3 separate regions of the Mus musculus genome follow, and all the other regions are linked to region 2. The links are chromatin contacts, called in public Hi-C maps. All regions are on one chromosome and are shown on one strand. Each heading gives the region's core, a stretch centred on a gene start, on an enhancer-like site or on the middle of the called end of the contact. The rest is flanking DNA. Distances are from core to core; before and after follow the strand shown. Region 1 overlaps Tcf7l2 (transcription factor 7 like 2, T cell specific, HMG box). Region 2 overlaps Vti1a (vesicle transport through interaction with t-SNAREs 1A). Region 3 overlaps Vti1a (vesicle transport through interaction with t-SNAREs 1A).

What was found. A called contact is a pair of places that touch in the nucleus more often than the background predicts.
Region 1: a contact with region 2 is called in a Hi-C map of the N1E-115 cell line, with 2.2 times the contacts expected there. The contact joins two enhancer-like sites. A contact is called at or near these places in 2 of 484 Hi-C or Micro-C datasets (the N1E-115 cell line and bone marrow-derived macrophages) and 5 of 115 datasets of contacts at active chromatin or transcription factors (craniofacial prominence, embryonic limb bud, extraembryonic endoderm stem cells and 2 more).
Region 3: a Hi-C map of the N1E-115 cell line shows a contact between it and region 2, with 3 times the contacts expected there. The contact joins two enhancer-like sites. A contact is called at or near these places in 1 of 39 promoter capture datasets (the 3T3-L1 cell line) and 4 of 484 Hi-C or Micro-C datasets (the N1E-115 cell line, embryonic stem cells, liver and 1 more).

The regions. Positions count from the first base shown.
Region 1 is chr19:55,764,121-55,767,835 of GRCm38.p6, reverse strand. The region is part of intron 4 of Tcf7l2 (transcription factor 7 like 2, T cell specific, HMG box); the gene reads right to left. Among named protein-coding and RNA genes, the nearest start is that of Gm31734, 23 kb to the right of the region's middle. Within about 2 kb of position 2,280, at least 2 of the 459 cell types and tissues checked have an H3K27ac peak or open chromatin away from gene starts, as enhancers often do. A contact at or near this core is called in the N1E-115 cell line, where this site is marked.
Region 2 is chr19:55,591,645-55,595,142 of GRCm38.p6, reverse strand. The region is part of intron 7 of Vti1a (vesicle transport through interaction with t-SNAREs 1A); the gene reads right to left. Among named protein-coding and RNA genes, the nearest start is that of Gm41871, 110 kb to the left of the region's middle. Within about 2 kb of position 2,107, at least 80 of the 459 cell types and tissues checked have an H3K27ac peak or open chromatin away from gene starts, as enhancers often do. A contact at or near this core is called in the N1E-115 cell line and liver, where this site is marked.
Region 3 is chr19:55,341,128-55,344,427 of GRCm38.p6, reverse strand. All of the region lies in intron 3 of Vti1a (vesicle transport through interaction with t-SNAREs 1A), which reads right to left. Among named protein-coding and RNA genes, the nearest start is that of Vti1a, 27 kb to the right of the region's middle. Within about 2 kb of position 1,522, at least 18 of the 459 cell types and tissues checked have an H3K27ac peak or open chromatin away from gene starts, as enhancers often do. A contact at or near this core is called in the N1E-115 cell line and liver, where this site is marked.

The DNA.
Region 1 (3,715 bases), core at 1,031-3,530, 170 kb before region 2:
TGTGATACAGAAAGCAGGAAGTTAGCCAGAGAGAGAGAGAGAGAGAGAGAGAGAGAGAGAGAGAGAGAGAGAGAACACACCCTGAGGCAACTTCACTGACCCTACTGGGTCTCCAGGAAGGTGTAACTCACTCCCTTGCCTAACTCACATCTGTAGCCCACCTTCAAGAATATAAATCTGCCAATCACTTCCACAGCCAGAGTTAAGCTCCATATAAGAGAATGTAAAAGCAGGCTGCTGTTCCCAGTGTAGACAAACACCTTCAGACTGGGGGTGCATCACACACACAATACTACCCTCTGAATTAGGTTCTCCGGTTCTGAACTCTTCGGAGGCCTGCCCTGGGGCACAGCCAATGGAGGGCCGAATGAGTATATTGGGGACTTTTTGGAGAAGTGGGTAGTTTAAATTTCTCTAAATAGTCTACATACGCCTCTGGACAAAAGCTTTGTGAGGAATAAGCCAAGCGTAGGCCATGCACTCTGAGGTAGATCGTCCCCTGATGACAAGGCAATCCTCCATTCATGCCACTGGATTTATGAGGGCAGCAGGTCTGAGTCAAGCATTCCTCAGAACCCTCTGTCCAGGCACCCGGAGTCCTCCTTGCAGTCTGCAAGTCCAATCCAATCCGGAAGGAAAAAAGAAATCTCCAAAACAAAAGGAAAAAGAAAGTAAGCCCCTCCTATTAGTGGGGCTTCATCTCTCCTCCCAAAATATAACAAGGCTGCAGGCTTCCAAGGACACCACTGGAAAGCCAACACTGCAGAGCAATGTAATGCAAAACCCAGGGGACTGCCCTCAATATGCAATATACACTTCCACAAAACCTGTGGAAGTAGGGAGGGCAAGATGGCTCAGCAGGTAAGGATGCCCATTACCAACACTAACTACCTCAGTTCCATCCTATAACCCACGCAGCACACGGAGAGAACGGACTCAAACAAGCTGTCCTCTGATCCACACATACATGTCATGGTGTGTGTGCCAGCGAGCACACACACATGCATGCCCACATAGTAAATGCGATGTTATTACAGTTATTAAAGGAAAACTTAACAATGAAACTTTAAAATAATACAAAGTAAATCAAATCCATCCATAGTCATACAATTAAACAAATACCCAAGACGGGCAAGCCAGGGGTGACCACAGGATGGAAATTGCCATAAAGGTCCTTACTCTATGCCCTCAGGAGCTCAGGTGTCTGGCTGAGAAAGCCCCTCCCTTGGTTCAATGATTTCATTTACATAATTAGTAAAGCACCTATCATCCAATAGATGTTTAAAATAAGCTATTTAAAATAGCTGTTAAATAAGCAGGACTTTTCAAATGTCTTCATACATTCATCATATACGTTTCTCACAACAGAATGCCCCTTTAACTTTCCAATAGAGAATTAAATATTCCACCACATATATAAGCTTGCTCTCTCCTGACATGATCTTCTCTCTCTCTCTCTCTCTCTCTCTCTCTCTCTCTGTCTCTCTCTCTCTGTCTCTCTCTGTCTCTCTCATCCATTGCTCTCTGGGAAGAACACTTTCCTAGGTCTCTCCTCACAAGGTCAGAAGAGCCCGTGAGGGTATCCGGCTAGAAGCGCGTCAGAACCTCCCAGTCCTCTGTGAGTTGGACTGTCAGTAGCATCCAGGAAAAGCAGATCCCCTTTCTGCTTCGTATATTTTCCTCATTGGTTCATTTACACAGTACCGTTCCCCGGGGCCCTGAGTACATCTTTTTGTCATTCTGGGTTTCCCCGCCATTAGTGTAGGCCGACACGCAGCTGCCTCACAAGAGTGGCCACAGCCCAGCACATCACGTTTTGCCCACGGTCACCCCTTTGACGAATGTTCACCAACACTCATACATCATTCCCAAATTGGTCCAAATGAATTAAACACAGCTCTGCTTAACATTACGAGATTTAAATGGATTTTCTCTCTACAGGTCTGCCCCATAATTGGGTTTATCCATCTTGTTGAAGTCCAGTTTACACTTGCTAACATCACGCCAATTCAAGCTACATTTTCTGCTCCAGTGACAGGAGCAAGGCAGATTTGTCATCGGATCATAACAGGTAATTCAAACAACAATTAGTTTGATGACGGCCCGTATGTCAATGTCTGCTCCCCGCAGCCTGGCTCACACCCGATGCTCTCTGCTCCTCAAGATGAATTGTCCTGGCGATTCTTCAATTTCAATCATCAACAATGCTTACTGGATCAACTAAGAAACAACTGACACAGGGCTGTCTTCCCTGCAGGGCAGTGGGAAGAGTCTCCCAGTGCCCCTTGGAAGGAAAACCACCACAGACATCCATCTTCAAGTCTTGGAAATTGTCCAGCTTTCCACCAGGGTCATTTATTTATTCTGGGGCTCCATCTCAACCTCAAAAGCTCAGAGAGGCACAGAGCTTAAGAGCAGAAGGAATGGGCTATGTGGCTTATGCACCCATCAGTAGTGAGGCCCTCTGAGCAAATGACTGATAGCTGTCAAAGCCTTAAGAAGTGGTATGACCCCACGGACATCAGTACTTATCATCTTAATACTCGGTGAAGTACTTAACCCTTGAAACTCCTGTCTGCCTACTACAGCGCCAACCAAGAGGATAGGAATATGAGTAAAACACCATCCCAGCCCTAAGGAAGACCCTGCATGTCACAGAGGTGAGGCAGAACCTGTACGTGACATAAGACATAAAAGAAAAGGTTAAGAGAGTTTTTAAATGACCAGTTAACCGCCACGTTCTGAAAACCAGTCAAACACAACACAGCCTAGCCACGGTACTCACTCAAGCCACGGAACCCACGGCCATTAAGGCCACACACATTAGCACTGAGGACAGCCAAAAATCAAACATCAAACTTGAAAACTCAGGAAAGAACATCAACTAGACAGAGGGGTTGAATATCCCTACTCAAATTATTCAGTAGAAGTCAAGAAACACATTACTATCGGCTTTCCAAGTTCTAAAGGGGTTATTATTTAAAAATCTGAAATAGCACTCCATTACCAGTTCCAAAACACACTGACCTACCCCATATGTTATATGTGTTACCCCATATGTGATATGCATTACCACATGTTATATGTGTTACCCCATATGTGATATGCATTACCACATATATCTCACTCAGGTTGTTTCCTTTTTGCTCAGCTAGATATGGTTCGGTCCGTTTGGTTGATTAAATGGTTTGCCAATCTGTCTGTGACAGGAACTTATGTAGGTCAGGCTGATCCTGAATTCACTTGGTAGCCAAGGATGACCTCCATCTTCTGAGTGCTGGGATTACATTGCAGTTTATACAGGCAGTTGGTACAGCGCTATGATTGAGCCCAGTGTCCATGCATGCTAGGCAAGCACTCTAATTAGCGCGTTACCTTCTCACAAATTCCATGAAGTATTTAACCCCTCACGCCTCCTGTCCGCCTACTACAGCTCCAACTATAAGGATACGAATAGGAGCAAAACACAACAACCCCAGCCCTTAGGAAGACCCTGCATGTCAGAGTTGAGGCACAGCCTTCATGTGACATAAGACAAACGTCAACAGTAACAAACAGAACTCATAAATCTGCCATCGCAGATAGCCAAGGCTATCAAATCCATCATGTGGCGGCGGCGAGGGGGGGCGGGGGACGGATCTGACAGCAAACAAAGACGAGACACTGCATGTCCGGATGAGCTGTATTCCAGCCCTGCAATCACGGACCTCATGGG
Region 2 (3,498 bases), core at 858-3,357:
GTCACTGCTAAGTCCTGCTGAGCTTATCTGTGTGTCAAAAATCTAGTCTCCATAAAAAGATAACTCAGGTGGCCACTGGTTTACAAGCTCAAATGCCACCTCCTTAACTTTCCAGAACAGAGCTATCATTTCCCACTGCTCATGCCCTGTTTACCCCACTGAAAGGATTTTGACCCACAGGAGACTGCCTAGTGGACAGAGATAGCTGGCCCTGGCAAGGGAAATCCCTGCAAGCGCAATGTGGTTGTCTGTACTGGTACTGTGGTGTCTCGAGTCTGGTTATGATAAACATGACCACTGAAATGAAATGAAATGCTTCCTTTGCAAACTGGGATGCTTGTTGTCATTCATTCATTCATTCACTCATCCTTTGTGGTGATTATTAATGGCTTCTCTTAGGGAAGTGTGCCACTAACTTCCTGAACTTCTGTTGCAGGCTTCTCCCTTCTTCTGCCAAAGCTTGGTCATCTTGCTATGTCACAAAATGCTGGCATCACAAAGGTGAACTTTAGTAGACCAGGATTTCTTCATTTAGATGAAATAGCAAACAACCCTCGAAGCCACAACGAAAAAACCTGATAAGAAGACACTCACGTCTCACAGTAGCCTGCTTGAATCAAATGTTGGATGGTAGTACTGAATAAACTATACCTTACTTAAAAAATGTTAGTTACATGTATTTTATATGTGGGAGGGGAGGGTGGTATAAGAAGCTAGCTTGTGGCAGTTGGTTCTTTCAATCTATCACATAGGTCCTAGCGACTAAGTGTAGGCTGTCTGGGTGGCAGGCCCTTCACCCTTTTCTTCACTTGCTGGCCTGGCACTGATTTCGTTCTTAGGAACAGTGAGCACGCTCTGCTTTGCCGGAGGATGGAGAGCGGGTGGAGAGGCACACGTGCCCGGCCGGACCTTCCGTTAAAGTGACTCACACTGCAAGAAAGTTTGAAAAAGCTTCTCGAGTTTCATATTTTGGCATAAATTTCCATATGATTCATTAAAGTAAGAAAGAGTGGGAAAAATTATCAGTCTTGCACAGAATACTTTTAAAACACACACACACACACACACACACACACACACACACACACACTGTGAGAGATTTGCAAAACGTCCAGTCTGGGTCACTGGAGACCCGTGGACAACTGGCTTCTGTGTTCCCATTTGGGTCTGACTCACTATGGCAATGTCACTCATCAGGAAGGCGCAGAAGACAGACAACAGCTGGGAGGCATTCTCTCTGTGCACAGAGTTCAGGGACACACAGCGAGCTGAGCGGACCATCTAGTGCTTGGGCGCAAGAGCCTGCCCTCCCTCACATCAGCCCTGAACCTCAACTCTCTGAGGTTGCAGCAGATGTTAAAAACTAAAGTTGAAACCTTTAAGCTGTAATGAAGGAGTTCACAGGGCTTGTAATCCCAGTACCCCACCCCATCCTCCCTCGATCCTGCTGAAAGTCTTCAAATGGTCCTCGGCACTAACGCTGCGCAGCCAGCGCGATCCTGCTCAAAGTCTTCAAATGGTCCTCGGCACTAACGCTGCGCAGCCAGCGCGTGTTGAGCACACTGATCTGCCCATGATTCCCCTCGGCTGCTGTAAAACAATCTCACTCCCCCGGCGAGTGCGGGCTGCGGCAACAATGCGGTTATTGACTTGTTGCTCTGGCTCTAGTTAGTTATTACCCTTGGGGCCACAATCAATAGACTTTGCACCAAGTCTGCCTTATAAATCCCAGGCTCTCACTGGAGGCTTGCCAAGGAATGGCAAGAAAAATCTATGGCAGGGAAACACTTAGAGAGCAGAGACTGAGAGAGCCACACTGACAGCTGTATAAATTAATTAACAAGGAACTGTTTATTCTCCCAGATCACGTGACACATTTGCCACCAGTGAAGAAGGCATGGATAGATTCGGAAAGTTATCCGGTGATATTTAAAACCCACAAATTGAGCCGCATGTACAAGAAAGACCGGCGCTCTGTGTAACTGTTTCTGCCTTTATCCTGTTTTAATTACTCTGCTCAAATTTGCCGCCTTTGCACTAGTTCTGACCAGCCTTTTGTTCCCAGTTTGTCTGCACTGGTGTGGTTTGCCTTGATAACAACCTAAGCTCGGGGCTGAAACAGTCAACATGGTGAAAATAAGGTGTTGATCATTAACCTCATGGGGCTTGGGCTTCCTTCGATCCTCATATCCTTCAGGTACCTCAGCAACGGAGGGGATGACTTTACAGAGAGAAGTTCTGAGGGGCTGGGGGAAGAACTCTGGGCTGAGATCATGCATGGCTGTGTTCTAGGGCAGTTCTTTATTTAAGTAAACCATACATAGATCTGGTGGCAAGGGGACCAGTGTTACACTGTCTTATGTCACCTTAAACTATGCTTCGTAGCCCACAGACAAAACCATTGTTTTACATGGGAATAGATCAAGACAACCCTTAGAGCCTGTGTGCGCACACACACACACACACATACACACACACACACACACATATTAAAAAATAAAATTGAAGGTAGTGCTATTAGAAAAGCAATCTTCAAATCCAGTTGTAGGACCCCCTCCGCACTCTCCTGCCAGATGACCAGCATTTGCTGAGTGCATGTTAAGGACAAGACAGTCGAATAGTCCTGGCTGACTGGGACACAGCCAGCATCATTCCCATGGGTGGAAAGCTCATTTCCTTGTTTTGGTCTAGCCTGGGCTATGCCAGCCTTGTTGCATGGTAACACACTCCTGTGAACACAGAAGGGCACCACAATCCGCATAAACATACTCTATCAATTTGATGGGTCCTCAGGTTCAGGGGAGTCCTATACATAACACATGAAACTCATTTGCTTGTGGGACTTCTAATTGTGTTGTTTCAATAATTTATGACCTCTTATAAATGGTTTCCAGGCAATAAGATTTAATTGACTCACGACACTTCCAGGTACTTCCTATGAATCAGATCAACTGTGTCACTTGAAAAATGGAAGAACTTGACACCATTGCCTGGAACTTATTTCTAAGTCTGCTCACTGCAAGTGTTTGCCCTCAGATGGACTTGGGCTCCCAGGCACAGTATGGCTCTTGGCTTGGCAACCGTGGTTACCACAGGACTTGGCCTTTGCTATGTCTATGCCTCTCTCATTTTGAGAACTGAAGTATTGGTTGATGCCACCGGGCCTTGTCTTAGTCATCTGAGGATAAAGTCAGTTCTCTCTTCTTTCTAACTTCTGCTCCAAGGCCAGGAGATGGCAGGGGCGTAAGAGACAGACGTTAGTTATACTGCCCCACTGATGGTTAGATAATCTCCTGAACACATCTGGGCGCTGTAGAATCACATGCTCTGAGCTCCCGTCGCATGGAAACGATTAATGTTGGAAGAGGCGGAATGCTTACTACCCTGAATTCATTATTACACATCGCACACATGTAATGAATGATCAGACCACACTCCATGGAGATGCTCAAATGTTACGCCTCAGCTGAGAAAGGGAAAAAACACTTTACGCCAAGG
Region 3 (3,300 bases), core at 273-2,772, 250 kb after region 2:
GGGTGGGGATTGGGAGGAGGTGTGGAATGGGGAGCAGTCAGGGGGTGGATGTGGGGGTGGGGAATGGAATATGGAGTGTAAAAAATAAATTAATCTAAAAATAAAAGAAATAATTAAACTTGGAAATGAAGTTTAAAGATACCTGCAATGCAAAACTCACATCGTCTTCTGCACAGAAAGGTTAAACTGAGAGCTGTTATGCTGTCGGTGCTGTCTACAAGAGTGTACAAATAATACCCAAAGTTGTCACCTGTACACTTATACCAAGGAGCTTAGGAAACTGTCCGTACAGTTTAAGACTCTAAGTGGCCCCTTTTATCAGATAGGAATATAGCATGTTTAACTTATTGGTTTGGTCTTAATATAAAACTTTGAAAATTATATGTCACTGTAAGTATTAATACAGTTGACAAGGACCTCAGAAAATGTCAAAAAGTCATTGACATGGCTGTATTTCTCAGCTCTTCTCTGGCAATGAACATGTCACGTTATTTCCTACCTGTGACTTTTCTAAGAACTTAGATTCAGTGGAGCATTACAGAAACTTCATTCTTTTTAAAGTGCTTCTTAGATTTCTTAATTGTATTATTTATGTTGTAAATATTTTGCCTGCACGTATGTGTGAAAATGCTTAGTACCTACATAGGTCAGAAGAGGGCACTGGATCCCTTGGAACTGAAGCTGTGGGTGGCTGTGAACCACCACATGGGTATTAGGAATCGAACCTGTGTCCTCTCCAAGAGTAACAGGTGCTCTCAACTCCTGAATCATCTTTCCAGCTCCGACCGTCATATTATTTCCCTGGTCTGAAAAACTTAAAAGCAATCAGTAGGGAGGAAACACCCATTGTAACACAATGTCTTGTTTTGTTCCACTACTGTTTAATAGAAATCGTGTTCAAAGGGCAACTCAAGCTAGATATGATCTCCTGACTGGAAATCTTAGCCGTCCCCTTGTTTGTACCTGTCACTGGCTGGCTGGTTAATCACGGGCTGCACCACCCACACTGCACCACTGGTTATTCATTGCTTACTAAGTGACGGTAAGACACAGAGCAGGAGGCGCAGTCTTGTTGTGAAGACCCCAAAACTGTTCGGAGTAATAAGACATAAGTGAGTGAAAGGTAGACCCATCTAGGCTGGCACAGGAACGGCCTGTGAGTTAGCACAGGTTACAGATATAAGAATCAAGGTGAATGAAGACCTAAGAAAATCTATCATGACAGGAAAGAGAATTAGAAACGACTCCACAAAGGAGGTGAATAATGGTCTAGGGATTGTGAAAATGGAGACATATCAATATGAGATTAATAGATTAAGTTGAGCCAAAGGTTCCAAAGCATACTAATTATCTAAACGAATGCAGAGCAGTGCCAAAGCTACAGGAAAACTACCAGCAACCTTGAAAGACCAAGCACTCCACTGTCGGCACTGTTAGGCATGGAGCTCGCTGCCCTTACAGAGCATGGAGATTGGCCCTGCATCTGAGCTGAAGACACAGAGGGACAGTGAAGTGCCCAGCAGCACTCAGCTGATTCACAGCCAGAACGCCAGTGTCCGTCCACAGTGTCACACTGCCTCTCGTGGCTCACGGCTTGTATGAAATAAACACAGGCTGGTTAAGGGTTATCTTTCAACTCTATAGCCTGGCTCTAAGAGAGTCATAGATAGATGCTACAGAGAGGGAGGACTTCATACTTTAAAGCCCACTAAGAAACATCCGGAATATCCACGGTCCTTCTTCTGCTGGTCACAACTGCAGGCAAAGGTTGCCTGCTGGCAGAGACTTGGGTATTGGTAAACACTGCACACGGCACAGCACAGCACCGCCCTCCAGAAAGAACGGTCGACTCAAAGTCTCAACAGGCCTGAGGTTGAGGAGCTAAACTCAAGAGAATGTCTATTACTACAGGTGAGAGAGAGAGAGAGAGAGAGAGAGAGAGAGATCAATCGATCATGCCTCTTTCTGCCCTGAAAGAGAACCATCCTAGACCTACCAAAGCATTAGGCACCCAGGCAGGAATGCATTCAATATCCAGTTTACAGGACAGAGTACAAGCCAACAGCTGAGCTAGCCTTCCCCACCAGGTAGGTCTGACTGTCCATCTGCACGTGACAGTGGTGCTGAGGGAGACTGAGTCTTTATACCTTTTTTTTTTTTTTTGAGAACTGATAAAATTCTTTAGGCAAATTTGTACCTAATGACAACACCCATCCATACTTGGAGAAAATTCTTAAAGCTGCATGGATCCCATGAGGCCCAGGAAACATGAGCTAGAGCAAGAGCAGGCAGGCTGCCAAACATACACCGACACACCGGCACCCCAGGCTGGGGTTATGGCATGCTCACTCTATGAACGCTATCCTCTTCTCTAAGGCCCCTGCACAGAGTCCTACTGTGTTCCTCAATTCTCCCACCTATGATTGGCACCTCTTGCCACTTGCCTGTAACAGTTGCCGGGCCCCATTCATGACAGAACTGGAAAAGACAAAATGTCTTGATTTGCTGGCTGGGTAAGGAGGATGCAGAAGGACGCTACACTTTAGTTCAGAATTTGAGATGTTACCTATGGAAAGAGGTTTTGCAGAGACAGTGTGAAAAGCAAATCCAGTTTCCAAAGACCCCATCCAGAGCACCAGGCAGCCAGCTTCTAGCAGCCTTGTGCTCAGGAAGATGCTCTGAGATGCAGGGCACACTTCTGACTATGCTATATTTATAAACTGCTCAGGGAGAAAAGTCAACTTTTAATGCAAAGAGAATATCCTTGGATGGATTTGGTCTTGGAAATTTCTCTATGAAAATGCCACACCACGGTGTATTTTAACATCAGTGTGAGCCACACTGCCATCTATGGCCACTTCCCACTTCACTTCAGTCAGAAAGCCCGGCTTTGCTTTCTGACAGTTTCTGAACACTGCCAGAAGACAGGAAACCCTTTCAGGTAGGAAATATACTAGCAATGATCCCCACACCCCCAAGTGTGTCTTTCTGACTTTCTACATACTTCTGTAGGATCTACCTCAGGGTATAACAAACAACTCAAAAGCGGTCAGTTTAAAGATAAAGAATTCTTGGAAATGATAAGACTTTCTAGAAAATATCTCTATGACAACAAAGTAAGGAAAACACTTAAATGAATATAGTATGTTTCCAAATTAGGAAAATTATTAATGTGTTATCAAACTAAAAACAGCATTTGTTTAAGACACATGATACTATTTCTTTCCAACCTGAGTATTGTGGACTAAATTCTACTCAGAAATAGTTTAAAATTTTTCAGTTTAAAATTTTAACTACTCT